Linked DNA regions of Hordeum vulgare: region 2 is linked to region 1. A link is a contact called in public Hi-C data. All regions are on one chromosome and are shown on one strand. Each heading gives the region's core, a stretch centred on a gene start, on an enhancer-like site or on the middle of the called end of the contact. The rest is flanking DNA. Distances are from core to core; before and after follow the strand shown.

The links. A called contact is a pair of places that touch in the nucleus more often than the background predicts.
Region 2: a contact with region 1 is called in a Hi-C map of seedling, with 7 times the contacts expected there. The contact joins the enhancer-like site here to the promoter of LOC123453194 in region 1. A contact is called at or near these places in 2 of 6 Hi-C or Micro-C datasets (leaf and seedling) and 1 of 1 datasets of contacts at active chromatin or transcription factors (embryo).

The regions. Positions count from the first base shown.
Region 1 is chr5H:278,379,848-278,382,551 of MorexV3_pseudomolecules_assembly, reverse strand. It overlaps LOC123453194 (stem-specific protein TSJT1), which reads left to right and starts at 1,390. Exons shown (of 4, transcript XM_045129971.1): 1 at 1,390-1,691. The coding sequence starts at 1,489.
Region 2 is chr5H:278,776,517-278,779,216 of MorexV3_pseudomolecules_assembly, reverse strand. No RefSeq gene overlaps it. Among protein-coding and RNA genes, the nearest start is that of LOC123397557, 220 kb to the left of the region's middle. Within about 2 kb of position 1,271, at least 3 of the 3 cell types and tissues checked have open chromatin away from gene starts, as enhancers often do. A contact at or near this core is called in leaf and seedling, where this site is marked.

The sequences.
Region 1 (2,704 bases), core at 141-2,640:
CGACAACGCACACAGACCAGGCGGCAGCGGCGGCGGTGAACACATACGAGCAGTGACGGCGGCGCACGCAGACGAGCAGTGGCGGAGCACCCACGGGCGAGCAACGACGAAGGACGCAGGCGAGCAGTGGCAGAGCACACGCAAGCGAGCAGCAGCGGTGGACACGCTAGGCTAGCAGTGGCGGACGACACAAGCGAGCAGCGGCGAAGGACACACGTAGGCAAGCAACGGCGTAGGACGCATGCGAGCAGCGACGGTGGACACGCTAGGCTAGCAGCGGCGGACGACACAAGCGAGCAGCGGCGGAGGACACACGCAGGCAAGCAACGGCGTAGGACGCATGCGAGCAGCGACGGGGCACACGTGCAGGCGGTGCGGCGTGGAGAGAAGGGGAAAGGAAAGAGCCGGTCGGTTTCGTGTGGTCCGCTCGATTTCGAGAGACCGCACGAAACGTCATATCCAGGGAATATGTCGTTTCATGAAATCAAATGGTTTCGGTTCCTCTAACAATCCAAACACGTGAATGGAAATTCGAAACGGAACCGACCCTTACCGTTTCACTTGGTTCTGAAAACCAAACACACCCTTAATTCCTGGCGCCCCGTTTCAGCATGCCAACGAAAACCACGCGCGTCACGCTCACGATACCTCACGGCCACGCGACGCGACGGAAGCAACGGAGGCAGCACTCCATCACCCGTCGCCATCCCACCTGCGCACGGCTTCATTCGTCACGCCCCTCGGCCCTCCCCCGCACCGCACACGCTGACACACACCCTCTGGATTCCACAATCTTCTCAGTGCTTTGGCCGAACCCGCCGATAATGCTCGCCAGGACGAGGTCCCTCGCGTTTTCTTCTTCTTCCTGGACTGCCCCAGGGTTGTCCACACGAGAGCCACCGTCGTCCCACCTTTGCTCCAAAGAAAAATGATATACAAACTTGCAGCCCATCGTTTCTATTTCTCCACTCCACGGCAGCATCAAAGTTCCAACTTTGCTACCCGCAACAAATAAAAAGTTCCAACTTTGCTTGAGGGAAATCTGCCTTGCGCCTTCGTGTCCAATATGTGCACCCTCATACGCGAACTCATGCAGGTGAGACGGTAAGGCACGATTAGCACAGGCACAATCCAGCAGTACGTGCCGGCAGAACGAGGGCATCGACCAACGCATGATGACACGTCCATGTGCGTGCACCGGATGCATCCGTATTATAGGCTTAACCCAAAGAAAGGAAGTCCGACCGAGGTTTGCCGTAAACTAAATTAAACCCAAGGAAAGATACTTGCGCTGTGTGGGCCCCAGGTGGTTAAGCAAACCAGGGGCCCTGCGCCTGGGTTCTGCCACTCTCCCGGGCCTATATAACCAGCGCCTCTCCCCCTCCTCCATTTCACCCGTCCAACTAGTATCATCCAAGGAGTGTGGAAGGCCACAAGCTGCCTGCAATTTCTACCTAGCTTAGGTGTAGTTTGTTTGTTTGAGCCAGGATGTTGGCGGTGTTCAGCGGCGAGGTGGTGGAGGTGCCGGCGGAGCTGGTGGCGGCCGGCAGCCGGACGCCGTCGCCCAAGACGCGGGCGTCGGAGCTGGTGAAACGCTTCCTCGCCGGCGCCGACCCGGCCGTGTCCGTGGAGCTGGGATCGCTGGGCAACCTCGCCTACTCCCACGTCAAAGAGTCCCTCCTCCTCCCAAGGTATAATACCTGCTGCGTCTTTGTGGCTTAATCGACTCTTCTCTTCCTTGAACACCTGCAGGATCCATGGATTCGAGACCGATTGATCTCCGTGCATGCATAGATCTTTTATGGAAGGGAACGAAACGGACGGTTGATTGTATACGTAGATCGTTTGTTCCGCTCTGCCTTAGAAGCGCTCTGCTTTTGTTCTTTAGTTAGTGATGAAGCTTCGTGATGGTGAGGTTAGCTGGTAGCCATGGTCCAGGTGCTACGGTACAGTGTCCAAAACGTTACCGGCATACATACACCTGCCATGCCTCTCGCATGTTGTGGGTGACTTTTAGTGCCCGCCTGAATGGCTAGATGATAAGGTGGGCTCCACTAGTCAGTAGTCACAATCATATCATCTTATCATCACACAACCTCACACGGCAGTATATATTATGAGACAGAGGAGTAGCTAATAAGCACCATGGCTTTCGGTAATTTTCATATGGGACACATCCTGTGATATCTACTATAATCCGACAATTTCCTGTCCTTAGTACAAGGGCGTGTTGCTTTCCGAAGACTAAAGCATGCAATAATGTAACCTTGGCAGTCCATTCCATTAGGTGATGGACCTAGCCACCAACCCAGTTTCCTCTGTTTATCGCTTGTATCTCACTGGCCTAGTTCTGCGGCTCGTGATTGCGACGGAGATTTATCCGTCGAGGAAACATATTGCTCGCCACAAAAACTAGTTTCTGGCCGCGCGCGTTTCGAATACACGATTATTTTTGCTCGGATATTTCGGATGTTGTGACAATTGACCCTTTCAGCATAAAATTCCTGCCTCCCGGTTGGGGCCCTGGCCCCTGGGATATTTTCGATTTTGTTTATCTACCCTACGTGTAATGGTAGGTGGAAGTGTAAGGAAAAATCAATAAGAAAGAAAATACGTCAATTGCTATGTTGGCATAGAAACTGTCACGTATGCTGACGAAAAAAACGCCACCACATCTTTGGCAACTTGCAGGTCAACATCGTGC
Region 2 (2,700 bases), core at 22-2,521, 400 kb before region 1:
AAATTCAACCCCAGATCAGCTCGAGTCAACATGGTGAATGCAGCTAAAGCAGCCAACTCCTCTGATGTGATCATGGATAACCTCCTCGTCAATGATGACGATGGCGACGATTTCCCCTCTCCGGAGCCCAAAACGGACTCCAGATCTGCCCTCCAGATGAAGAACAGGAGGTGGCGGCGCCTCCGTATCGTAAAACGTGATGAAACCTTCTCTCTGATTTTTTTTCGGGCGAGACGGAATAAATAGAGCTGAGTTTGGGGGCAGTGGTGCCACGTGGGCCCCACAAGCCCTCACGACGCGACCTAGGGGGGTGGCCGCGGCCTGTGGGCTTGTGGCCCACTGGCACGCCCCCCCGATGGATCTTTGCGCAGGTATTTTTCTTTTATTCCACAAAAAATCTCCGTAAATTTTCAGGACATTCCGAGAACTTTTATTTCTACACAAAAACAACACCATGGCAATTCTGCTGAAAACAACGTTAGTCCGGGGTAGTTCCATTCAAATCATGCAAATTAGAGTCCAAAACAAGGGCAAAAGAGTTCGGAAAAGTAGATACGAGGGAGACGTATCAGGGACTAGATGACGAATCTCGAGATCCGATCACCCAGCCGCACGCCGACCACCTCTGACGGAAGAGATGACCACCTTGTTATGCCTACTGTCGACGTCGCCACGATGCCAGACAACACCGTCCTCCTGCGATTCCATCAACCCACATCAGATGCCGAGACTCCACTGCACCACGTCGCCGAGATCCGCCGTCATCGATGCGGAGGATGAAACCCCGCTCCGCCTTTGGACCCTTCCAGTCAACACCTACTCCAGAACGATGCCCCCAGGATGTAGCTGGACATCGAAGATGTCGTTATCGTTCAATCCAGAAAGACCCAGATCTAGGGTATCCCCCGGAGCAGCCTGAGGGAGATGACCTTACTTGCAATGACGATGCCTCAACAAGGAAGTGACATCAAAGACACGGTCATCGTCCGTCAAGACCAAGGTCAACGTGATTTTCACCGGCATACGCACCATCCCGACCGAGTAAGTGACTAGAACCGCGCGGTGCCTCCACGAGGAGACGCGCGCAACCGCTGGACCTTCGAGGACCGTCATTGTGCCGTCACCACGGCCCTAGCACAACCCCGACCACCTCACCACCGGCCACCACCGTCCCAAGGACAACACCAGCCAGCGGTCTGTGTCGTATGCAGCCCGCGCCGTCAGGTGCCATTAGACAACGGATTTGTGCTAGTTCTCCACAGTAGCCAACACCCGACACGCCACACGACCCGACACCAGACACGAGATGAGTCGCGCAGCCGCCACCCTCATGCAGCCGTCCTCGCACCATCGCCATAGCTAACTGTCTCGCCGGGGCGCCGCTGCGCCTTGCATAGCGTCGCACCCCAGCCCGGTCAGATCGCCCCACTTCGTTCTCGCCGCGCGGGAGGGAGAAAGCACCCTGCCGCTGCCCACACTACGGAGGGGTGAGGAGGAAGAGAAGGGCTTCGAGGACCGCGTTGGTATCACTATTATTATTGTGTTTGGTATCTTGCAATGGGCTGCCTGAATGACGCGGCACAAGATTCTTCCAAAATGATATTCTTCTAGTTTTGTTTCTTGCAATCTTTGGTATAATATTGTACTCTCTTCGTCCTGAAATATAGTGTCAAGAAATGTTTTATATTTTGGGACGAAGGGAGTAGGACATATGTATATGTATGATGTTCATTGTGGTCACCGTGTGTACTCTTGGTAATCCATTTGTCTAATGGAATTGTATAATTTGTAATCCGTTTGTCCAACGAAATATACGTGTTTATTTCTACAGAAAATTGTTCAGTTTGTGGCGTCACAGATATGAACAGTAACCTGATTGATTCTATTCTATCCAGTTTCCTAATTTTCCTCCTCAAAGTACCTATCGAATGCGACGTGTTGATACCTCTGACGTCCACAATTGCCTTGCTCGCCGGCTACTGCATCCCGATTCCCTGCAGAGATGAGATTAGGAATTGTTTATATGCATATTCTGCTTTTCCCTTGTGCCCACATACGCACAATTACGTGTACCCAACGCGATTGGGACGACCAAATGAGTGCAAGGCGTTTTCATGACACGGCATTTCCTGGGAGAATGGGAAGCCTATTGGATCGGAGGAGCCTGAGTTCGATGTCAGTCGTTTTCAGGGAAACAAGGTGGGTGATAATGTCCACCGGTTGGCGGGTGGTGGTGGATCGTCGTCAGGCTGCATATGACAATGTCTTGACCAATATGGAGCTGGAGTGTGTATGACAGTCGTCATTATATTTGGGTTGTGGTTTACATCAAGTATGGACCTTAAAGAGTGTCTGATTGTGGTCTTTTATCACAGATTCACAGAAATGGAAGCACGATGGCAGAGAACCGTCTGTTGGACTGACGGCCTGACGGAGTTGTCGGGGCCAGATTTCAGCCAACATAACTTTGATCGGATTCTCGAAGCATGGTTCAATTTCTATCAAATACTCCCTCGGTCCATCCATACAAGATCTTATTGATATTTTAAAATGGACTACATACTGACTGAGATGAGTACACAAACATACTAAAACCTGTCTATATGCATACCATTTTGAAAAACAAAGATTATGACATCTTACCTTTGTTTTTTTTAACAGAAAATCATTTTTTTAAACGAGGACAAAAGCTTTATCTCA